2 separate regions of the Bicyclus anynana genome follow, and region 2 is linked to region 1. A link is a contact called in public Hi-C data. All regions are on one chromosome and are shown on one strand. Each heading gives the region's core, a stretch centred on a gene start, on an enhancer-like site or on the middle of the called end of the contact. The rest is flanking DNA. Distances are from core to core; before and after follow the strand shown.

Evidence for each region. Hi-C and Micro-C count contacts between places; a contact is called where the count stands out from the background.
Region 2: a Hi-C map of whole larva shows a contact between it and region 1, with 6 times the contacts expected there. The contact joins the promoter of LOC112049780 here to the enhancer-like site in region 1. A contact is called at or near these places in 2 of 2 Hi-C or Micro-C datasets (whole body and whole larva).

What each region holds. Positions count from the first base shown.
Region 1 is chr11:16,470,588-16,476,493 of ilBicAnyn1.1, reverse strand. LOC112049780 (monocarboxylate transporter 12) reads left to right here. Exons shown (of 6, transcript XM_052884248.1): 3 at 1-792; 4 at 1,135-1,368; 5 at 2,995-3,277; 6 at 4,317-5,906. The coding sequence ends at 4,561. Among protein-coding and RNA genes, the nearest start is that of LOC112049780, 41 kb to the left of the region's middle. Within about 2 kb of position 2,158, at least 3 of the 8 cell types and tissues checked have open chromatin away from gene starts, as enhancers often do.
Region 2 is chr11:16,511,486-16,517,352 of ilBicAnyn1.1, reverse strand. LOC112049780 (monocarboxylate transporter 12) reads left to right here and starts at 3,240. Exons shown (of 6, transcript XM_052884248.1): 1 at 3,240-3,647. LOC112049782 (baculoviral IAP repeat-containing protein 5) reads right to left here and starts at 1,287. Exons shown (of 2, transcript XM_024087809.2): 1 at 858-1,287. The coding sequence starts at 1,163.

The DNA.
Region 1 (5,906 bases), core at 909-3,408:
ACATTCATATTTGCTCCTTTGACATATGTTTTGCTGGACGAATATGGATGGCGAGGAACCACTCTAATACTCGCAGGATTGTTTCTAAACATGGCGGTGTGCGGGTTGTTGTTCCGCGACCTGCCCTGGACGGCCACTATGAACGAGGAAAGAGCGAAAGAGAGAAAACGCAGAAGAGAGAGGAAGAGGAATAAACGCTACGGATCGTCGGCAGACAGCTTCTCCGATAGCAAGAGCAGTGCTGCTGGCTCCACCAAAGTGACGGACGCTGTAGACATAGAAGCAGTCACAACGTCTATTGTGCCACAATTTAGCTCCCTAGTCGACTTACCTACTTATATGACGGGCGGGGAAGGTGTTTCGCTGGAAGTTTTCGAACTAATGTCGAGTAGAGGTCGCGCTTATGCTATTCTGGCGCAAAATTACCCCGGGGTCATGTTGCCATCCCGGAGTTTCAGTGATAGTGGACGGTTGCATGAACAGTCTCCACCGAAGACTATCATGTCCCCTGGCACGATGTCCCCCGGAACGATGTCCCCTAGTTCTGCTCCGAGTGCCCCGGACGCTAATGGGACGAGACAGTTGAACGATAAAGCGGCCTTGTCGGTGTGGCTAAGGAGACAAGCGCAAGGCTCGACGAAGAAGCCGCCAGCTTTCTTCAAAGACATGAGGATACACCGGCACTCCCTCACATACAGGGGCGCCATGTTGAACATAAATCGCTACAGACTCCGAGCGTCGTCATGCCCCAACATATTTAGGAATTCCATGACTACCATTGCTAAAGAGAAGGTGAGTAAGCGTCACTTATCATTTGTAACATTTTTTTCTAATAAATGAGTATTGTGATAGCTTTTATTTATTGGCTTAAAACTATATTTCTGAGGTTACATAGATGCTGCCATTAAGACTTTATGGCTGAATTCTAAGCTTCCAATAAATGGAAGTTACTGAGACCTTAATGATTAATTGTTGAAGTTATGCTTATTGTTTTATATTACTCAATGGAGTCGCAATTCACGAACTATCCTATCATTATAGTCATTACAAAGAACTCAACCTCTGAAGTACATTTTCTGTCTGTGCGGCCTAAGAGTTGGTCTGAAAGTGATAGCCTGCCTTCTACGTTTCCAGCTGCAGTGGTACGCCGGCCTGTGGGACTTCTGGGACCTGGTGGTGGACGTGCTGGACTTCTCGCACTTCCTCAACCCGGCCTTCCTCATGTTCGCGCTGTCCAACTTCCTGCTGTACATGTGGTACGACGTGCCGTACGTGTACATCGCCGACAGCGGGCTGGGGCTCGGGTTCGACGAGTCGCAGGCCTCCATGCTCATCTCCGTCATCGGCATCCTCAACATGTTCGGCGAGGTGAGATCACTCATTATTTGTATAGTAATAATAATCGAATAATTTATAAAAAGAACTATAAAAAAAAATCGAATATATAAAAGTTCGGGAAAATTAAATCAATATTAGTCGCTAGAGTAAGTTTTTTAGTAGGACGGGTATCCAAAACTGCTCTAGTGGGATACCAAATTTGGCTTAGCAGGAAGAACAACACAAGCGGAGAAGGCGTGTGTTAGTCGATTTTAAAGGAGCTCCTTAACCCTACACCTATTGGCCACAAGTCCCGGACTTTGCTTGGAGTTGTGTCTCTGTCAGAGGATGGACCTGGCATCACATTAAAAATTATACATAAGTTGTGAATTCATACTATGATATTATATTTAATTGTCTCTTTTTTTTTACCTCTGTCTCCTCTGTCTAACAAATTGGTAAAATAAATGTTTAGAACTATCCTAATGTGATAGATCTTCAAAAATATAATGGGCGTGAGAACACAATTTTTAAATTTAGAGATCCATTTGTGCATCATTGCGGCAACTAATAAGGCCTACTAAATGCTAATATATAGATTTAAGTCAGCATTTATGACGTACGATGCACAGAACGTGCCTCGGACCCCAACTTTGCCGGTTTATTTATAGTGTAAGTTCATCAAAATTATTAAAAAGTTTCCATACATGGAATATTTATACATATATGTTTATGTGTATAATCTATCTCTAAGTAACACGGGAAATAACAATCTGAAGTGATTGACAATGTATCTTTAGTGTTGTGTGAGCTGATAACGGGACAATGTTATCTGGCGTATAGCTTGACCCAGTTCAACTGTGCGATAGTGTGCGAGCCCTGTGTGACTTCGCCCTTATGTAACTACCACGTGTATTGTCTCATGGAAGCCCACGTGTTAGTTATAGGTCCTCTGCTATTATATAACATTTTATAGACAGTTTAATAGACAATAATACTGTCAATAAAAATGTTAATATTAGGTACATTAAAGATGTATAAATTGTTAATATCATTTTTAGATTACAAAAACAAGAAACCTAATGTCGAACAAAGGTTATGATTCACGACATTTGTCAGGACAACGCAATTAACAAATCAAACTGTAACCAAAATAAGACCCTAGAATGGCAGAGAATGACCTTGAGTGGAGTCACGTACTTGTGAACGTTGTTTGTAGGGTTACAGCGCCTTAACAGCACTTTACAGCGCGTCAACAGGTTGGGCGCCTTTGATAGTTAACCAACACTCCCCTTTTCCACTTAAGTCACTCTCCCCGCGTATCCCAAGTAACCCATAAAGAATTACACAACAAGTAATGTGGACGGCTCGAACGCCACGCTCTTTACGAAACAAGTCGCGCCACCTAGCGTCGGCGCAAGCCAACACGAGGCAAGCCAACAATTTCCTACATCATATTATTATTTTTTTTTATTTTCTACCCATTATCAATAATATTGATATGGTCAATACTAATAATTTGTAGGGCTTGGGACTATTTGGTGACTCCCTAATGTCGCAAAAATGAAAATAAATAAATTTTGTTTTTTCCGTAACTCTGTTTTGGTCCAATTGTAAGTTTTACTGCATTAAAAGAAGTTTATTGTTTGTAATAAAAAGGCAACACAAATGTTTCAGATCCTGCTCGGCTGGATCGGCGACTGGGAGTGCGTGAACCCGAGCCTGGTGTACGGCGCGTGCATGGTGCTGTGCGGCGCCGTGACGCTGCTCATGCCGCTGCTCGCCACCTACGCCGGGCTGGCGGCCGCGGCCGGCGCGTTCGGCGCCTTCATCGCCGCCAACTACTCGCTCACCAGCATCATCCTGGTGGAGCAGATCACGCTGGAGAAGTTCACCAACGCGTACGGCCTGCTGCTGCTCATGCAGGGCCTGGCCAACCTCATCGGGCCGCCGCTGGCCGGTGAGTGGACTGTACTAAGGGGGTGGGGATTTTAATCCTCCTTTTAATAAGTTATCCCGCTTCCATTTTATATTGCATCATCACTTACCAGCAGGTGAGATGGCAGTCAAGGATTGTAAATATTAAAAAAAACTGATAATGTTTACAGCCGCTTGACAATGACTGACGGCGACAGCTTAAGCTTTTTCATGCTCGAGGTGTTGCAAATTCGCAACTTCAAGGTTTTTTTCTGAAGATTTAGTGACAGAAAGAAAAGTTCAGTTTCATTGTACCCTGGACCTCTATCAATAGTCTAACGGGCAGTTACCCGTATGGTTAACATAATAAGCTTTGATGTTTAGTTTATTGCCGGCTCTTTCCTGAACCTGCTTTCTAAATTGGTGTTAGTCTTTAAAAATAGTCAAACTTAATGTTTCAAAAGTTTTTGGAGTTTACTCTTAAAGAATCGATTTTTCATACATAGCCCCAGGTATGAAAAAAATATGGACAGAAAAGTTCGATGAACGAATGACAGCGTTACGTTTTTTTTTGCGCACCTTTTACCGTGCGTTGCCGCCAACAGTGCACGCCGAGGCCTGGTACTCCTCGGTTGCGCACCTTTCACTTTTAAAGCGTAGGTATTGAGACGTGTATAGTGTGTGCTGTACCATACACCTATTTAGACAGTCGATCTGAAAGAGTAAACTCCATTCGTGTGTCGGAGCTGACACATACTTTTTTTTGTAAATTAAAATTTGAAATCAATGAATTTTGATTTGAAATAAATGAAAACTTGAAATAAATGAATTTTGATTTGAAATATATGAAAACTTGAAATAAATAAATTTTGATTTTAAATAAATGAAAACTTGAAATAAATGAATTTTGATTTGAAATAAATGAAAACTTGAAATAAATGAATTTTGATTTGAAATATATCAAAACTTGAAATAAATGAATTTTGATTTGAAATATATCAAAACTTGAAATAAATGTATTTTGATTTGAAATAAATGAAAACTTGAAATAAATGAATTTTGATTGAATATGTCTGCTTCAGGTTGGGTGTTCGACATCACAGGCAGCTACGACCTGTCGTTCTACCTGGCGGGCGTGTTCATCGGCATCTCCGGCCTCATACTGATGGTGCTGCCGCTCTACCGCGCCGCGCGCCGGTACAACGCGCGCCGCAAGCAGCGCGACGCGTCCGCCGACGCGTCCGGCGACAAGTCCGCCGACAAGTCCAATACTGAGCAGATCCATATCAACGGTGAAGTGAAGCAAAACGGGAAGCTGTTTATATAGGCAAGCAGTGCTTATCTATACTTTTATTGGGAAAATATTTTTTTGTCTAAAAGCACTTAGTCTGTCAACAAGTCCACTGACAAATCTAATAATGAGCAAACTCATGTCAACTGTGAAGTGAAGCAGAACGGGAAGCTGTTTATATAGGCAAGCAGTGCTTATCCGTACTTTTATTGGGAAAATATTTTTTTTGTCAAATTTAATGACTCGGTCAACAAGTCGATCGACAAATCCAGCTATGAACGGATCAACGTGAAGTCGAAACACAATAGAAAGTTTATATAGACATGCAAGCTGTATTTTCTTGTATATTTCACTGGGAAAACAGTTTGAAATAAATATACTCAGAGGCACAATTATCCGCCCACTTTAATATACTCGCGTCATATTAAAGTGGGCGGATAATTGTGCCTCTTAGTATAGCTGAGGAAACATTTCGTTCTTGACTTTATGATGTCATTGTAGAACAGTAGGGTTTGGGTGGTGGGTAGCTCTGCCTATAATGCCTAATAAGGAACTGGGTGATGAGATTTAAAAAATTAAATTTTTCAAAAAGGAATTTTTTCTGCAATGTAAACACCTATTTGTATTTAAAAACTGCGTAAAAAGTAAATTTGAAAAAAAAAATACGTATACTAGAAGTAAAATTTACCACAAATTCTTCAAATTGAAAGAAACTGCACTGCAGTTTCTTTCTTAAGGAACATTTTTTTTTATTTAATTACTATTCCAAAAAATTTGTGTGTGATTTGGTCATTTTTACGATTATTTTTGTATGTTTATTGAATAAAGTTCTTGTAGAAGATCTGTAAGTTACAATTGTATTTAGATATATGTATTCAATGCAGTCAATAATGCCTTTTAAACGAACGGATCTTAATTCCTCCTCAATTCAATATCCCAATATCTGCTTTAAACGCCCACAATGGGGATGATGACTAGGTTTGAATATATTGATTTATATGAGACATTCGGGTAAATAAGGTCAATATTAACTAATTAATCTAAAAAAACAAAGATTGACTGGATGTTTGCAAAATAAATAAAATTATAAAATTTCAAAATCTACTTTTATCGTAATTAGATGAAAATGATGAATAAACGTGATATTTTTCAATACATATATAAACATAAACGCACAAATAAAGATATTTGTAATTTTGTTTGAACGCCCATACAAATACAACTATCGTCGAACCAACGACGTCATTAATTTGTACCATTTTGCATGGGGCGTTTTTCAGGGAGCCGCGACAGCGCCGCAAATCTGACCCTTTAAATCCCTGTAGCTCCGAAAGTAAACATCTTTACTATTAGCATACTTTACAATTTAAAAACTGTCATC
Region 2 (5,867 bases), core at 1,991-4,490, 40 kb before region 1:
TTTAGTCATTATACAAGTGAGTTTGGGAGCAACTAAGTATATGATAATGTATTAAGTCCATTACTTCTATTTAGTCAAGGTCAAGAACAGTCTACATGCAATCCCAATTTGTAAACAAAAGAATGAATTCCTTAGAAAGTTGTTTTTGCATGATGCTGACATGACAAAAATTCATGGTTTTTGTTTTATTATTTAGAACTTAGTCCTTGACCAAAATTTCACCTGATGGTAAGTAATGATACAATATAAGATGGAAGTAGGCTAATTTATTAGGAGTAGAATGAAAATCTACAGCCCTTTTGGTTTCTACACATAATACTGGAATGCTAAATTGCTTGGCATTATGTCTGTGCCAGTAGGGTGGTCCTAGCCAGGATTCCTGATGAACAGAGTTGGAGGAGTAAATACAATAATTGGTATTTTAATTATATTGGCTTTTCAGCCAGACTAGTTTTAAAAAGGAGAAGCATTATACCCAGTCTTTTATATTTTAGTCTTTTCAGAAATGCTAATGCCCAGTTATTTTAGTCTTTTTAGAAATACTGTAGTAATATTTTATACCTATTTCGTGCGTAAACATGGAACATTACAATCACATAACATAAAATAAGTTATAATTATGAATATGTACGAGTATGTATAATTTTTTAAAAGGTAAGCCGCTAGGAATCAGTTTGTTTAGACTCCTCGTAGCTGATTATACTTCATGTCTGATGACACATTACAATACCAGTCATTATTTAGCACAAACATCAGAATATCTTGTTTACATTACAAAATATAGATCCCTTATAGACTGACAAACATTAACATCGCCTTTATGTAATCGTTTTCTGTCTTTAGCTGATGGGACTTACCAACAATTCGTCTTCTCGCCTGCCAAGTTGTACGAAAGCACACTTAGCAGCGTGACTCTTGTGTTCCGCCCAAGGATCATCACTTGGCTCCCAGCCGTCCAACTCCTTACCGCAAAGGAAACACTTGGCTGAATCCGCATCTTCCTTGCCCGTGGCCACGGAATAGAAACCCGCCTCAGCCATGTTCCGAACGTTACACTTGTCATTGCTACCAAAAGGCCAATGTTTGAATGTTTTCACACGTTCTTCGACTAAAAATAGAAGAGGGCTTTCCACATTTTCTAATATGTTTTCCATTTTCAGCATTCTGAAATATTTGAGTTGAGTTTCAACAAACAAATTTCTAATCCAATTAATTTATTAAAATTATATTTTGGTTTTATCAAAACATCAAAACCAAGTTCGTTGTTCGTTGTTCCTTCAAATTCAAATTTTAAATTTGACAAGTAAATAAAAATAACAGAATCTGTGGCGTCTTCGTCTGTAGTCTATACTCATTGCTCAGCAAACGGCTAAAAAGATAGCTCAGTCCTCAGACCAATTATTGTATAGGACCTGTCTCGCTAGACGTTACTTTTCTGTCAAAGTATATGATCAACGACCTAATGCGATCATAAAAACAGTGTCTATAGAATCGATGTTAAATAGTTGTAATCGTGTTCGTCGGTTAAAGAGCTCCGAAAAAATAACTTTTTGTGTAATTGAATTGTGTAAAAAACGGGGAAAAACTTCTAGTTTAGTATAAGATGTATACCAAATCTAAGCTCGTTTTCCTCAGAAAATGACAGACAATTTTGTTCGTGACTGTGAGTGCGATACATGTCCTTCTATAATTGGTCTGAGGCTCAGACCATCTACAAATTATAAACCAAAGAAAAATATTACTCCAAGAAAAAATATACAAAAATAGAAGTCAAAAATCGAAGACAGAGAAAGTATTAGACGCATTACGCATGGACTTAAAAACGAGACAAGGCTATAGATGTAAATAAACCGATTTAAAACGTTTTAAATAAAATTCTGCAGTTTTAAACCATTTTAAAAGGTTTAAAACACACCTACGAAAATAAAATATATGTGTTTCATACTTCATTAAATAATGAATTGTGGTCATCTGACATCGTATTTCATTTTTATTAGGTAGTTAAAAAATCTATAAAAAGTAGCTACCTGCCTACATTACCCAGTACACGTAACATATGTATCTACATGTTATGTAGGTATACCAAACTTTACATATTAATTATTAATTATATTAAATATATCACGCACACACTACTTACATTTTAGAAGAAGGGTAGGCGAGTTGGCAACGTCGCACGTTCCATCGTCTGGAGGCGACTAACGTAAACGAGAGTGCAAGAGTGTGAGTTTTTTTAAACCGATACAATTTGATTAGCATCGTTATAAACCAAGATAAATGTTTATTTACTATTTACCAACACAGAGTTTTTTCAATAGATTTTAGCTAAGTAAGTGTATGAAATAATTTACCAAATTATTTCATACACTTACTTAGCTAAAATCTATTGAAAAAACTCTGTATATCACGTTATTCCTACTCCCTACCAATATAAAATCAAGAAAAAGTAGTTCTATTATTATATTATATTATAAAATAATACGAAGTCATAAACACATATGGTCAGAAAAAAATGTATTTTTTTGTATTTTAAACGGGTTTTTTTGTTTTAAATGGAATGGTTTAGTTGGTTTTAAACCGGCCTTACATCTATAGACAAGGCGATTCATTAATAGGGGTCATGAGGTGTGGTTATTTTTGTAGACCCTTTTCTCTTTTGATTCTTTAATTTCATACATAAACGGGCTAATACAGGGGATTGTTAAATACCTGTCTATAAACTTTACAATATTGTAATTGACTCGTATCAAAAATATAAACACTAATAATTTCGCATAGTACATGGATTAAAATCCAAAATATATCGATATTAATTAATAAATTAATAATTAATATCGTCGTAAATATTCATATTAATTTAGTCTTTGAACTTCTGGCAGAAAATTCCATGGCAGGTGAAAGCTAAACGCAGGTGGCGCTATCAGCGCTGGTGCCAAACGTACTATTCTGTCTGTGGCGTTTTATAGCTGGAAATTTTAAAAGTAGCGCGTTTTATTAACAAATTCAATCCTTAAAACCTACCTATTATAATAATTTCAAGGAATCTATAAACTCCAGTTTTAATATATTTCGGAACAGCACAAAACGTCATTATAATTAATATAAATTATTTACTAACTTCTTCTATCTATATACACAGCCATTTTGGAACCAGCGATCAAAGCGCCATTACGACATTTGCCAATCCCATTTGAGCAACAGCAAAGAGGGAAACAGATGTCTGTGGGACTGAGAAAGTTGACGTATAAATTCCAAATTGCCAAATTCCAATTCCAAGATTGTCATTGGTTGATTGTCGTTTGTCGTCTGCCTGCTTGGTCGTCAGCGCGTTTTGCTTTTGATTCACAAAGTATTTTTGTGTTTACACTTTACGTCTGCCTTATTTCAATTAGTGTTTTAATATATATTTGAAAGGTAGTTTATTAGAATTACGGTACAAATAGTTACTAAGTGAACAAATCGTAAAATTATATCTTCCAAAGTTAAGTCATCGAAACAAGTGCCTAATATTTTAGTACTAGTCTTTTGTTATTTTTTTAATTAAATCATCTCGTAGTTTGTTGTTAGCTAGTGTATTAATGTTTTACGCGGTTTCTGCGATGGTCCGAGCTGTTTTCTAGCATTATCCAGTCCCGTGAAACGTTTTGGTGAGTGCATTTATGTTTTACTATTTAATTAAGTATTCTAAGGTGTCTACCAGATGGAAGAGTTGTAAGTAATTAAATTACCCAATACCCATAAATTTCGTTTGGGGAGTTTGAATTTGTTCTGTCATAAATGCATAATTTCATTGAATTTGGTATTCAGGTGAGATTTACGCTAAAAAATTGATAATTGAATTTCGAATTTAGGTCATTATTTTCGAAGGTAAAATAAACTCAAAACAAACTCGTAGCTATAAGTTCGATTTCAAGTTTAACTTTCGATGTGATATTATTTTATTATTCATACTTTTTAATTAAGTTATTCATACTCTAAAATAACGGACTCTTGTTGTTTATTATTACTACTGAAGCTATCAATTTTATTTGAATACCTACTTAATTTTATTGCAAATTCCATCATAGACATTAAATATTTGAATGGTTAGATCCACAAGGTTCAAAGTGCATCTAGAATCCATTATAATTATAATAGACATTATAAATAATATATAATAGACATTCTTTTTGAAGTAGGTTAAAAAAATAGGAAGAAGTTTGTCTAGTTTTTACGACATATTTTACTGATACTTCTATTAGTTGTTTAAAAATACCATATAGCCTCAAGCTTACTCAATTATCAACATCATCATATCAGCCGATAGATGTCCACTACAGGACTTTTGTAGGCACTTCCAAACATCACGATCCTGACTTGCCTGCATCCAGGGGAACCTTAGGACTTGCTTGATGTGGTCGGTGACCACCTGGTGAGGGTCGACCAACCCTTTTTTTTATTTAAAAGATATGCCCAATATTATCATTCTCCTCCAACTTCCCATTTCCCTCCAACTAGTCAACTAGTCGGGAAAGACTGTGACTAGGAGTGGGTACGACAATAGACCAACGGGGCGGGGATCGAACCACCACCCCTAGGTGATGAGTCCGACCGCTCTTACCGTTAAGCTATTGAGGCTTTCATAGGTACCCTTATGTGAATTAATATGAGTACCAAGCCTCAGCAGCCCAGATAATATGAATTCTATTGTAGATCCTTTTTCCATTTTGGAAGGCCCAGTTTTCTTTTAATATGTATAATAGTAAGTGTAATGTTTGCATACTCTCTGATGATCAGTTTATCTCTCGGTTAATTACTTCCTCTGTTTTGAACACTTTATCTACTTTGTTCAACGCACTACTGTATCGCCCAAGTGCAAGTGCCCTCCTCTTGTCTGAGGCTTGTATTTATAGACTAATCTATTGACAGCCTAGGCTGTTGACATATACTTCAGAAAATTTTACAGACAAGTGCGTTTGTGTGTACAACTAAAGGTGATTTAGTCAACTAAGGCATGTTGATTCTACATAAGCTAAGGCTTCAAAAACTAAAATGGGAATGACTGACCTGTTTATAAATTTATTACATGACCTGTCAACATATAATGAATGTCATTCCCATACACTTTTTAATTTTTGAAGAATTCACTATAGTAGAAAGTGCCACTTGGCTACAGGCCCAGAGTTCTTATTTATTACATGATGAAGATCCAAGTACCTGATTGGAAGACATCAGTCTTCTATTATGATGGAAAGAATTTCTGACATAATCATTCATCTTATTGTAACAAACCATACAGTGACAGGCTACATACATACATACATACATACATACATACATGTTTTATAACTTCTCATCTAACTGTAATAAACATAACAGTTAATAGCTAAATGAAAAGCAATGGCTCCTTGGTGTAGTCTGGATTGATGACAATTGGATTTTAATGATTATGACCGGGACCAACAATTTAATATGCTGTCTGAGGCACAGGAATGTAAATAATAACTGCCACTGAGAACTTTTAGAAAAGAAATGCCCAATATTTCATAACTTAGTCTACAATCTCAACGTCATTTTATGTAAAGGCCCATGCTTTTACTATACCTTACCTGCTTAAAGTCCAACATCTATAGTTATTAATTATTCCACTGTCATGTAATAGCGGCCATTGTAGCACGAGTGTTACATTCGCTAACTACATGCAGTGGCATACAATTTTTATTCAACCATGATAAGCAACATAAAAGAATTAACAAAACTTGTAAATAATACATATAATGGGGGAGGTCTGTAAGCTTAGGATCTGTCAACAACATATAAGAAGACAAAGACATTGTTGCCATACAGCTGTGGAACATAGGTTTGTTGAAAATCTGAGACTGTTGCCT